Linked DNA regions of Mus musculus: region 1 is linked to region 2. The links are chromatin contacts, called in public HiChIP or PLAC-seq maps. All regions are on one chromosome and are shown on one strand. The core of a region is the stretch at or near the end of the contact, and the rest is flanking DNA. Distances in the headings are between cores, read along the strand shown.

Region 1 (6,498 bases), core at 2,324-4,823, 430 kb before region 2:
CCAGCACTTGGGAGACAGTGGGAGATATGTCTCTGAATTAATGTCCATCCTGGTCTACAAAGTGAGTTCCAGGCCAGCCAGGGGGGCATAGTGAGACCTTGTCTTTAAAAATAAATGCAATAATCCAACAGATGACCAAGGCAGTTAAAAGAAGCACAGAGCAGGATGGCGAAAACAATTTTGACTATATAATTCATCACAAATATATCGAGATTTATTCTCCACTTAAATGTCTAGTATAGTGGTATATGTCTTTAATCCCAGCACTCAGGAGGCAGAGGGGCAGAGGGGCAGAGGGGCAGAGGCAGGTGGACTCCTGTGAGCTCAAGGATAGCCTAGTCTACATATCAAGTTTCAGGCCACTAAAGGCTAAATAGGAAGACAACAAAACAAAAACAAACCAAACAGAAACAGACAAAGCAAAGGAACAAACAATAGACTATCAGGTTGAATGGGAAGAGAGAGACTGTAGAGAGAATATCTTGAATATTGTATGGATGCATCACCTGTCAATTAAAAAAACCTTGGCCATATAGCTAGACTCTTCTCTAACTAAATATAACTTAAGATAACACATTTAGTTTAATCCACATTTACTACGTGTCTGGCTACCTGTGCTCAGGTACCATGTATCTGTCTCCTCACATCTTCCCGGGTGGCTTTTCCACCTGGCTCTATCCCAGAATTCTTTCTCCTTCTGGATGACCCACCTCCTATTTCCTGCATAAGCCATAGGCCATAGGCTTGTTAATTGACCAATCAGGGATAGCTTGAGGGGCAGCATCACGTGGTGTGCTGAGGATCTCCTTTCCCTGAGGTAGCCAGGGCCAGTGTTTAGCATTACAGTACATATCAACAGACCAAACCTCAACAAGAGACTGTCAAGATGAATGAAATAAGTCCTCCTCCCATAAACTTCCAAAAGAAGGAAGAGTAAACAAAAGATAAGGATAAGATGAAGACTACAACAAGATTTCAAGGAAATTATTAATAATAAACAAGTGACTTAGATTGTCCTCTTGTGAACTTATAAATTTAAAAAGAGAATCTAAAAAGAAAATAATTTGGAAGATGTTGATATATTTATTAAAGAATGATATAAGCCTTTAGTATGCATGCCAATGATTTCAGTAAGATTACAAGTATGATGTACTAACTTACAGAATGTTCTGAGCCCAGCAAATGAAAACCATGTGTTGTTCTCAACACATATGGTGCAGGGTTTTGTTTTGTTTTGTTTACAATGAATGCACTGTAATACAATGATGCTAGGTCCCAGGAAAAGTCAGGCAGTTCTAGGATTTAATATTGTCTTTGCCCACAAAATGTTCAAATAAATAATAATTAAAAAATGTTAAAAGGTACAACTTTTAACTAGAAAGGTAAAAAGAATGCTCAAAAACATAACACTGGTTAAAGAGCAAATTACAATACCATTACAAAATACTGCTTAGGAGAACTGGTAAATCAGGGTAAATAGTACTTAGAGGATTGTATACCCTTTCACATAATCACTCTTTACAAAGGAGATTGTAACAAGGTGCAGTAGGCTGGCTAGCCTGCTCTCTCAGCCTTCTAGAAGACAAAAGCAGGAAGATCAGGAGTTTAAGGATAGCCTTGGCTATATAACAAATTTGAAGCCAACTTGGGATACAGCAGTGCTTATCTTAAATAAATCAAAGATGGCTAGGGAGAGAAAGTGTTGAAAGCCAACAAGCTATAAACACTGACACTATCTAGCTAGTAAAAGAATCACAAAGTAACAAAGCTAAACAAAATATATATAAAAAAAATTCCAAAGTCTGCGAACTACAATTTTATATTCAAATATTTTCTGTGTAGAAAAAAAGTGGGAAAAATGCAAAACAAATAATGAATTATTTAATAAATAACTATGTAACACTAAACAAAGTATGTCATAATAAAAATAACGAAAAGTGGGGTGCAAATACAGCCAGATCATGGTCTAGGAGGGCAAAATGAGCAAGTTTATTCCCAAAACAGTCGTAAATAAAAATGGAAACATTTTTAGAAAAAAAAATAGTAAAAGTTCTTTAATAAGAAACAAAGCTGAGTGACCCCTCTCCTCCCTGCCCCTCCCTCTTCTCACAGAGAGCACTGCCTGCCAAGAAAGCTAGACCATATGGTTAAAGGGAAGTCTTGCTGCTTTATCTTTGTAGTCCTGGCTGCCAGGGATCTCATTCTGTAGCTGAGCCCAGCCTCTGCTTCCCCAGGGCTGGAATCAAAGGTCTGTGCTGCCTCTATGGCTGCTGCCACCACCACTGGCTTAAGCACTTCCAATTCATCTTTTGTGGCCACCACACTGGCTGCTTCCAACCCTGCCATAGTCAACATTGTATCATTTTATTACAATAATTAGGTAGATGACCACTAAAGGGCAGTTATAAACAGCAGACATAATTAATGGGAAATTGTGGAAGCACAACAAGAATGCTTGCAAGACAAGGGGACCTCCTGGTCATCCATTATACTCTGTATTATATTCAGGGGATGGTTCGTTTTAACGATCAAAACCTAGCCTCGGCTGGGAAGGAAGTTCCCATTCACTCAGTGAGGAGCAGTCTAGAGTAGGTTGGCCCTGGACATGCTTCTGAGGGAATTTGTTTAAAAACTGGGTTGTTAGAAAGCCCCCCCCCCCCATATGTGTGAGGCCATTTCATAGGTTGGGCCCTAGTCTGAACGAATGAGTGAGGGAACTAGCTGATCACTGGTGAGCGCATCCATCACATCACTGCCCTCTGTTCTTGTCTGTGGATGCCATGTTACTAGCTGCTTAAGTTCCTGGTGCCTCGACTTCCCAGCAATGATGGGCTCTGAGAGAAACTGTGAGCCAAATAAACTCCACCCCCCCCCCCGCCCCCAAGTTTCTTCTGTCATGCTATTATCACACCAACAGAAAGCAAAGGTAAACTTAGCGATAGTTTAGATTAGTAGTTCTCAACCTTCCTAATGCAGTGACTCTCTAACACAGTTCCTCGTGTTGTGGTGACCCCCTAACCATAAAAATAATTTTTTGTTATTGCATAACTGTAATCTTGCTACTGTTATGAATTGTAATGTAAATATCTGATATCTGACCCTTGTGAAAGGGTCTTTGGTCCTGACCCACATGTTGAGATATGCTGGTTTAGATACTTGCAATAGTTTAAAAACAAAACAGGATTAGGTGTGGGGCCACTAGTAATCTGTCCCCACACTTCTTCAGCCCTGTGCCAAACTCCATTGACAGACCTTGGCAACCATGACCCCCTGCCCTTGTCCCTTGTCCCTTGTCCGTGGGCCTAGTGGGCACTACTAAGTGGATGTCTCGAGGCGCGGAGCTTACATCTGACCCTGTGTACCTAAAGCAAGACAAAGGAGGAAGGGGACAGATGCCTCCCGGCCCTCTTCTCGGAAGGCTCTAGAGCTCTGAGCGCCCCCGCATTCCACCGCTTTGTGCGAAGGGGCGAACCCCGCGGGACACGGCGTGGAGCTGCCGGCCCCTCCCGTGAGTCGCCCTGGCCGCCCGCGCCGCACCCACTTCCTCTTTCCCTTCCGCGCGCCAGCCAACCGCTCGCCAAAAATTCCTGTCACTTCTGACAGGAAGCGGGGAGGCCGCGCCGGGGCGACCAGCATCGCATCTCCGCCGCGACCCCGGACCCGGTCGTCTGCAGGGTCCCGCCTGCGCCTGGGCCCCAGCCCCGCCCGGTTCTCCACCCCCGGCTCGGCCCAGTCCTCTGTCCCCGCCTCGGCCGCGGTCCGCCCGGTCCTCCTTCCCGGTCCCTGCCGCTCGGCCCTCCGTCCCCGCCCGGCTCAGTCCTCGGTCGCTCCGTCGCCCGATCTTCAGCCACCGCGCAGCCAGGTCCTCCGTCGCGGTGGCGGCCGGGTCCTCGGGCGCGAGCCCGCCATGGAGGTGGAGGAGGCGTTCCAGGCGGTGGGCGAGATGGGCCTCTATCAGATGTACTTGTGCTTCCTGCTGGCTGTGCTGCTGCAGGTGAGTCCCCGGCTCCCCGCGGCCCCCGGGGCGCTCTCAGCTCAGGCTGGCCCCAGGTGTGGCGCGAGAGCGCAGGGAGGGAGGGGGCGGGCGGGCGCCGCGCGGTGGCGGGCCAGCCACTGAGCTCTCCCAGGCTGTCACCCAGAGCCTGGCACTGACACTTCGCCACCAGAGCTAGTTGAAAGATGAAACCCATTACCCGGGATCAAAAGGATTCGGCACCCTAACCCCTTACAGAGTGAGACAGAGAAAGCATGGACAACCTGCCCACAAAAGATCAGGTCTAGCTAGTATGGCCTCCTTCAGCCCTCTCTGAGATTGAGGGAGGCTTCCTATTAAAGGGGCTTTCCATCCACGGGAATTTATTTCTCTCTAGTTAAAGTTCTACTGGGTTATTAAGCTCCGAGGCCAGCTTTGGTCTAGGGAAATGATACCATCCACACAGTGTGGTTCATTGTATTGAATTCTCAGAAACCAGCTGCACACCTCAACCTAAAACTCTTGATTTTAGGAGTCCTTGGGCTCTTTAAGAGGTTCATTCTTGTAGTCCTAGCACTATGGAAACTGAGGCAGGAGAAGGATGGCTCTTCTTCTAGGCAAATTCAAAGCCAGCCTGAGCAGCTCAGATTGTCCCTAGGAAGCAGGTCAGTCAGTGGTAAAGCCCTAGATGTGCAAGGCTCTGGGTTTGATCCCTACCACCAGGGCCAGAAAATGAAGCTAGCTCCCTGTCCCGGAGGCTTGCAATCCTGGGATGAAGTGGTCTGTGACACTGACACTGTGAGGCTGACAGCTGAGCTAAGTAAGTTAAGGTATTATTGCAAGGGAAGTACTGGCTGGCCGCGGTTATAACCAGAGCCCACAAGTTGCTTCAACGTTGTGTTGATGCTGCAGCAGGAAGAGAGGCAGTAAGGTAAAACTTAATCTACTGATTCTCTTTCCCCATTAAAATCTTCAGTTGACTTCAGCACCAGGCAGAACATCGGTTCAAGTGGTGATACTTGGAAGCCTTTCTCTTAGCAGAGTAAGAATTAGTATAGAGAAATAGAACTGCAACTGCAATGTCTGGTCTTCATGTATAATGGTTTCTTTGACAATATTCCATCTAACCAGGAGTTCCAAGTATATATCCCCTCTCCTGGCAATCCTTTTGGCCACTTCTCTGCTCCACTTCTTGTGTTAGCATCTTATTTGCCTAGCCAGGTGGTTGCCAACTTAGAATCAAATCTTGAGTGTGGCACTGAGAAGGCCAGTATTCTGGGTCAGGACCTGTTAACTTTCCTGGGCTTTTATCACCTCGTTGCCAGCTGGAGATGCAGGGCCTTGCGCTTTTTATACGAGAGCTTTACTGCTGACCTACACCTTCTTCCCCTCCCTCCCATGCTTTTATTAATGGCTGACCTAGTTCATTGTAGTTTGTTAAGGAAGAGTTCCAAGCCCATGATCTTTTTGCTCAGCAACTGTTGGTTGATTTATGGTCACCATTTGCCAAGTTTTCAAGTGTTATTGGCAATGGATGGTTGTTTATCTTGTAGGTGTGGGCTGTATGGGTTGCCGTGTCCCTGCCTCCACCTGAGTTCCACGGGAAGACGACTTTATAATTCGATGTGTCTGAAAGGATAGCTGATTCTTCTGAAGTCCCTGCTGTGGAGAAGTGATGAGGGTCACACCGTAGCGTTATTGAAGACCTTACTGTACTATAGTCTAAGTCCAGCCCATTGCAATAGAAGAGTTCAGCCATGGAGAGAACCTGCCGTTCTCACTGCCTGCATCCGCAGTGAAAAAGATGCCTCTGATCACAGGCTTAAACACGTGCAAGAAGTCAGAGCAGATGAAGGAAGACCCAGATGAAGGAGCAGTTGCAGGCCCAGCTGCTGTACTGCTTGACCAATACTTGACAGGGGACATGGAACACCGAAGCACCCACCCCAACATTTTGAGCACAAAACCAAAAAGAGCTGCCTTTCACATTCACACCCCCTCCCTAGATCTTGCTTACAAATATTTTTGTAGGTCATCTTAGACAAGAATATCCCAGGCTACACTTGAGTTTGTAATATTAAGTGCATCTTTAATAGTTCCATCTGCTAAAGGATAGCTGTATTGATAACAGATTGTACTTTTATGTTGATTTACTTAATTTTTTAAATTTTTTTGTTGTTGTTATTGTTGTTGTTGTTGTTTTTCCAAGACAGGGTTTCTTTGTGTAGTCTTGGCTATCCTGGAACTCACTCTGTAGATCAGGCAGACCTCGAACTCAGAAATCCGCCTGCCTCTGCCTCCCAAGCACTGGGATTAAAGGTGTGCGCCACCACCGCCCGGCCCAAAAAAAATTTTGAATTGAGGGCTGGTGAGCTAGCTCAGCCAGGTATGGTGTCTGGTGCCAAGCCTGAAGACCTGAGTTCAATTCCCTGGACCCACGTGGTAGAAGGAGAGAACCAGATTGTCCCACAACTTATCCTTTGACCTCCACACCCCACCCCCAGCAGTGGATAAAATTTTAGAAG
Region 2 (6,852 bases), core at 3,742-6,241:
ACTCACCCAACCCCCTTCTTCCCATCTAACACCCCCTCACACTTTCATGTGTTTGTTTGGGGTCTCTCATTGGCTACATGTGCATTGGAACGAATTTACTTGATCAAGGACAATGCAACAATGGCTACACCACAACAGAGAAGTATGATTGGCCCTCCCCCAGCAACCATGACCTTGCCTATGCGCCTTGGGGATGGGGGTGGGGAGCTTAGCTCCTCCCCATTCACAATGAGTTTGTTGAGTATGGCTTTCTACACAAATGACCCGTCCATCTTGGCATGCCTCGTTTGTATAACCACTTCCTACCTAAGGCTCAGTGTGTGTCCTGAAGTGTGTGTCCTGATGTGCACACAGAGTTCATCGTCTGAGTCAGAGAGAAGCATCGATTTTGACATCATGGTTCTTCCAGCTTGGGCTCTGACATGCACAACTGACCAGCCTAGACATGACCCCAAGGGCCTGGTCACTGCTGGGAAGGAAGTCTAGGAGAACCCCCGGGAGCAGGGCACCCTATGCCATACCTGTCTGTTCATACTAGGACTTCTCAGGATGTCACCAGAAGATGATCACTCAACCCAGCAAGCCCGAGACCTGTGGGGACAGAGCATAGGACAGGGCATGGGGATAAGGTGTGGGCTTAGTGTGTCCATGAGTCCTGGTTAAGACAGCGGCATATAACAGGTAGCTTTTTCCCCACCCAAAGTGTTCTTTCAGTGAGGGAGGCGGTTGGAAGTCTTTCTGAAACCTGAAGGTACCCTCGCCATGCAAAGGCCTCACAAAGCTCAAGCCTGGGCTAGCAACCGTGAAGCACACGGGTCTACTGTGGCCTGTGGTGGCTGGGAGGACTCTGTTTAGGACAGGTCAGAATAAAGTTTCTCCCACCTGTTTCCTCTGCCCTGTTACCCAGAGCCTGGATGGAAAGTGGGTCCCCTGCCTGCTCAGGAAGAGCAGGGGCAGCCGAGGAAGCCCTCGCATGCTTCCTCTCTCCTAACTGGACTCTATAGCTCCAGTCATGAGGCAGATGTTACAGTGATGACTCTTAAGTTCTTATTAGCTTTCTACCCTGAGTGTACAAGAGAAAGGAAGCATGCCATAGCCTGCCACAGGGAGCAAAAGATCTTCCAGGTCTTATGCCTGGTTAGCAATTTCATAAGAAGCCATAGGCTTCCTCTGCAAAACTGCCAAGTCCCGTGTTCAGTTCAGGATATGTAGCTCACCACAAGATGGGTCACCAGCTTAGAGACAGCCACAGGCTGGTGTTTGAAATAAAGGAAGAGCCTTTCCATGCCCAATAAGAGCCCAAGACAGGCAGAGGCCAAATGTTTCCTTACCCGAGGCTCATCAGCCATCAGCTTTGACAGGCCGCACCTGTCTCCCACTGAAAGCCTCTAAGCCAAGTAGGACAGCTGGGGACCCCAGAGGATGTGGTACGCTCCTGAGGTGCTACTATAGCCAAGCGGTCTCTTCACAGTGTGCTGCGGAAAACAATACTGTGAGAAGGAAGGGGGAGCAGCAAGAGGCAGGTTCTAGATCTGCCGCAGCTTCTAAATCAGGTCCAGCCGGATGGACGCGGAGGTAACTGCATTACAGGAAACACTGAAAGGTTAATACGAAGCCAGCTGATACCCAAAGCGAACAATTAGGAAGGTTAAGGGGCTTAATATTAGATTAGTCGCGGTGAGGATAAAGTTCACAGCTTCCGGGATAGAAGTCTGACTCAGAAATTATTTTAGTTGATGGCTCCGGGTCTGCTCTTGTTGATACGTTTCTCTTTCTGGTAACTAAGGGGGAAAAAAATCACTTATTCATATACAATTCATGTTCCCTCCCTGCCCTTTCTCTCCTGCTAGGAAATGTCTGGTTTCCTTGGGTTTTAGACACGGGATCCTACTCATATCTCATCCTCCTGGAAGGCTTCCTCCTCAGTGTGATTTGTGATGTCCTGCATCTTCATGGTGGATATGTTCTTGGGATATAGATCAAGACAACTAATAGTTTCTCACGTCAATAGCTCAGCCCAGAAGAGACTTGAGAGTTAACACAACACAGGGAAGCAGCTTGGGCAGCCAGGGAGACAGAGAAAGATAAAGAATTCCCATAGACCCCAAACCTAGCAGCTCTTTCATTTTCCCTGTGAGATTTTTTTACACATGTAGATTCCTAGGCCAACTGAGTCAGAATCTAGCCGGGAGCAGCGTGGAAGTTTGCATACCCTGAAGCTCTCTGGATGACACCATGGCCAGCCTGGTTTGGAAACCACTTGCTCAGGGCCACAGGGAAGAAATGCAAGGCCAGGAGGGTCAGGGAAGCCTCAGATACTGGGCATGACCACTTACGTGACTTCCTAGTTCTCATGCAGCAAGTGAGCTTCCCTGGTCTCGCTTCATAATGTAAGCCCCACATGGGGCGCCACATGCAGTTTGTGGGAGCAGAGTTAATTTTCAAAATCGATTCTCTCCTCAGACCCTGAAACCAGTCCAGGTTTCAGAGACCTGGCTAATGGAGACCATGCTTGCTCCTCCAACTGAACCAGCCCAAAGCAATCCAACCACGATTACAAAACCCAGGGTACCTGAGGCTGAGTGAGTCCTTAGAGACACTCCAGCTCATTCGGTTTTGAACTGTATTCCTAGGCAGCCTAGGCCACATGACCTCTCATGGAGAGCAGAGAGTGGAGGCTCAGTAGAAAGGCTGCTGTAAAAGACAAGCTTTTTTCCTCCTGCTTCCAGACTCCCAGAATAATGACTGAGGCTCGAAATACATTTACAAACACCTTACCCATAATTTTTTGGCATATAATCTGACTAGCTCATAAATTAATACTCCATTTACTCTGACTGAAGTTCTGCAGGTTACCTCCACTCAGGTGCCATTAGTCCTCCTTCGGTTCCAAGAGCCAAATCCTCTCGCGCCTGGCCCTATCCCAGAATCCTTTCTGCCTACCAGACGTTCCGCCTTCTATTCTATCCTTTCCTATAGGCCATAGGGTTTTTTTGATTTTTGCTTTTTGTTTTTTTTTTTATTGACAAGTGATGCATCCACACAACACACAAGATAGTCTCTCCACAGACTGCTGGCCTCCTCTGCTTCTGTTTCCACCACTTTATAGCTGTTGCTATAGTGATTAGCTGTCGATCCATTTCCCAGATGCTGCCATTGCTAACCCAACCCAGGGCCTGGCTACTTTCCATCCAGTGTCCAGCATGGTGGCTTTCAGACCTGAGGCCAGTCACGGCTCTCTCCTGTTCAAGACCGTACATTGGGTTTCCATTGCCCACAAATGGCAATCCAAGGTCGTCACTGTGGCCTGTGTATCCCTTTGTGTTCCCTCCCGGCCGCTTTGTCTTCCATCATGCAGGTCACTTGCAGACTCACCCGTACCAAGCAGCTTCCTACCCACCTCCCGGCTCTTCCTCTTCCTTCTGTCTGAAGTACCTGCCTCATATTAGGCAAGTGTTCTATCTCTGAGCAAAGTTACTCAGGCTGATCTCGAACTTACTCTATACTCAAGACAGGCAAGCTTTGGACTTGCAATCCTCTTGGCTTAGCTTTTTTGTTGTTGTTGTTTTTTCGAGACAGGGTTTCTCTGTGTAGCCCTAGCTGTCCTGGAACTCACTTTGTAGACCAGGCTGGCCTCAAACTCCTGCCTGCTTCTGCCTCCCGAGTGCTGGGATTAGAGGTGTGCACCATCACACCAGGCTGGCTCAGCTTTTCAAGTAGCTGAGATTATAAACACACCACACACACCAGGCACAGCTGTTGTTTTTCTTATTGCCTTTTAGACAAAGAATCCACCGAAGGCTCACAGACCTTTCTAAAGCAGGCAGTGAGAGTTGGTGAAACAAAACCCCTAAGCCAAACACATCTCACAACTCACTGCCCATGAAGTTGTCCATTGTACTAAAATAAAGTTTTATTGAAACACAGCCACACTAGTCTGTTTCTATATTGTCAGGTCATTCACTCTCTGGCCCTTTATAGAAAATGTTTGCCAAGCCCTGCTCCGAGTAATAATGTGACTAACTCAAAGTATTACTGTTTAGAGGTGTTTCCCATTCGTGCTGGGTAGTTTTATGCCAACTTGACACGAACTAGTTATCAGAGGGCATGGAGCCGCAATTGAGACAACGTCTTTATAAGATTGGGCTGTAGCCAAGCATGTAGGGCGTTGTCTTAGCTATTGATCAATGGGAGAAGGCTCAGCCCATTGTGGGTGGTGTCATTCCTGGCCTGGTGGTCCTGGGTTCCACAAGAAAGCAGGCTGAGCAAGCCATGGGGAGCAAGCCAGTGAGCAGCACTGCCTCTGTATCAGCTCCGGCCTCCAGGCTCCTGCCCTGTCTGAGGTGCTATACTGAATTCTTCAGTGATGAATGGTGATGTGGAGGTGTAAGCCAAATAAACCCTTTCCTCCCCAGCTTGCTTTTGGTTATGGAGTTTCATCATAGCAATAGTAACCCTGACTAAGACACCAATCAACTCCATTTTTACTGGAAGTCATTTTGAGATTAGTACCAACTGTTCTACAGATGAAGAAACTGAGGCCCAGAAAGGAGATGGCTCGCCCAAGGTGACACAGACAGCAAGAGGCAAAACCGGAAACCAAACCCAGCCACCAGCGCTCCGAAGAGGGCTGAACAACTGAACAACTGCAGCTGTTGCTGGAGCCTGAATGTGCTTCTCATCTGCCCAGCCGCAGAGTGGCAGCAGCTGGCGGTGTTGACTGTGAGAAGACAGGGGCCGGGAAGCAACTGTACATGATGTAGATACTCAGGAGTAATCTCAAAGAGCAGACAATGTCACCAGGAGCTTTCTGTGCATAGGAAAGGCGGCTAGCTCACAGAAGTCTGCCCACCACAAGCCATGTGTGGCTTCTGTAAATCTCTAACAGTTAATCACATGACTGCTCAAGCCGCGGCAGTCTTCCCACCCAGGCTTGGACAGACCTTTCTCAGCTTGCCAAGGAGCTGCTCAAGAACCTGAACGGCTGTCACATCACTTGTGTGAGAGAGCCCTCTAGTGTCCATTTCTGGTATTGCCTCCCTTGCCATGGGCTCTGTAGACAACAGGGACACTGTTTTTCTAGGTCTTTTGACTTTAAGGAACTCATCTAGTACAGTAGACTTAAAAGGTGTTGCTCTCTTCAGAGCTCCCTGAAGAGGCTGTTATGCAAAGCCTAACTACACTACCATTGGGCATTGCCTGTTTGCAGGTTTTCCCTTCAGTTCTGACTCCGTGGCCTTTCATAGGCTCTGGAGTTCAGTCTGCAGACAGATTTGACCTTCCACAACAACTTGACATATGGGAAGCTGTCTCAGTTGCCTCCAGCTAAGCTCTGTTTCCGGAAGTATTTTGTGTTGTCAGTTTGGGGTGGTTAATTTTTATGGAGATCGAAAAATATATTTTTATTGCCTTTTATATATTTATTTTGTGTTGGGGGCTATGCATGTTTGCTACCATGCTTGTGTGGAGGACAGAGGACAACCTGAAGCAGTCAGTCCCAGGGATCAACTTCAGGCTTGGTGCCAAGTGCCTTTAACTTGCTGATACACCTTACTGTCCTCAATTCTGCAGAGGGTGATGTTTGAGATAGGGTCTTGCTAGGTGCCTTCGACTGGTTTCAAACTCCCTATCTTCCTGCCTCTACGTCTTTGTACTGGGATAACTGGTGTGACCCACCACCACCCAAGCTGCCATGCTACACTATTTTAATTGTTTATCAACGTTGTATACACTGGGATTGTCAGCGTGGCTGAAAGCAGCAGGTGACGCTTGTTTTGAGTCCCTGTGCTCAGCAGTAGTCAGAAGCGGTAGCCGAGGCCCAGGAGCTGCTGTCTCATCTGACAGGCAAGGACTCTGTAGGACCAATGTTCACAACTTCCTGTTGCTGATTGCCTCGCACTTAATCACAGAGAATCATCTGTATGAGAGCTACTGGCCTGGGGTTGGGGGGGGGGGGGCAGGTGCTGTGCTGAACCCCCATGTGCTGACACAGGCACCACGGTTCCCAATTTTCAGATGTGACTCAGAGTCCAAAGCTCTGAGCAGCTTGCCCATGGCCTAACATCAAGCATCAGATCAATGTGTCTAAGTGCTATGGCCAGGGAGGCCTGGATTTAACCCAGAAAGCAGCAGCAGTCGGACCACATCTCTCTCAATGCCCCAGGTCGCTCTGAATCCCAGCTCTGGACCTGAAAATCTCCCCTGTTGAAGAGCGGACTTGTGTCAGGTCGTGTGTGGCCGACTCAGAAAGGAGTTCCCAGTTACTAGGTTTCCCTTTCTGTCCATAACGAATTTGAAGGAAGGCAATGGCTTGTGGTAGACACACAGGCTCCCTTTGCTTTCTGTTGAACATCTGCCTTGAGCGCTTTCTGTTGTTGCCTGTCTGGTGCTCTGAGGTCCTCCAAGGGAGGCTTTGACATGGGGTCTAGGTCTGAACTCTGAGCATTTCGCCTTCCAGGTTGCCCCTTGTCGCCCCTTCGTCTGCCCATGTGTCCACTGCTGTGCCCTATGCATTGAACAGCTTATCCCGTTGAGCTATTTGAGAGGTTAAATGTTAATTGACTCACTTGATCTCAACCATCACTTACTGTTACTCCCCTGTGGGAGTAACCATGCATTCCTAGGAGACTGAAGGCCCATCTCTTTAACAAAGCCAAAAGGCTCCCAGGCCCTTTCTCCAGAACCTTCAGCCCTCTCCTACTCCACATTCTTCCAGTATTTGCCTGTCAGTCTTCTAGTTCTTGTGACACTCTTGTCCCCATCTACTGAGGCTTTATTAGTCCTATCCTTGGCCAGGAAACATCTCCTCCACCACCTCTCCCCTCCCCTCCCTCCTGCCCTCTTAGCTGGTAC

What was found. HiChIP or PLAC-seq counts read pairs in DNA pulled down with a chosen protein or histone mark.
Region 1: an HNF4G HiChIP or PLAC-seq map of pancreatic cancer cells shows a contact between it and region 2. The contact joins the promoter of Slc22a15 here to the enhancer-like site in region 2. A contact is called at or near these places in 3 of 39 promoter capture datasets (hippocampal neurons and liver), 2 of 484 Hi-C or Micro-C datasets (LSK cells and pre-megakaryocyte-erythroid progenitors), 3 of 115 datasets of contacts at active chromatin or transcription factors (embryonic stem cells, pancreatic cancer cells and stem cell-derived neural progenitor cells) and 2 of 9 other capture datasets (adipose tissue and liver).

The regions. Positions count from the first base shown.
Region 1 is chr3:101,921,528-101,928,025 of GRCm38.p6, reverse strand. It overlaps Slc22a15 (solute carrier family 22 (organic anion/cation transporter), member 15), which reads left to right and starts at 3,573. Exons shown (of 12, transcript NM_001039371.2): 1 at 3,573-3,994. The coding sequence starts at 3,908.
Region 2 is chr3:101,492,185-101,499,036 of GRCm38.p6, reverse strand. No RefSeq gene overlaps it. Among named protein-coding and RNA genes, the nearest start is that of Gm40109, 12 kb to the left of the region's middle. Within about 2 kb of position 4,991, at least 63 of the 459 cell types and tissues checked have an H3K27ac peak or open chromatin away from gene starts, as enhancers often do. A contact at or near this core is called in pancreatic cancer cells, where this site is marked.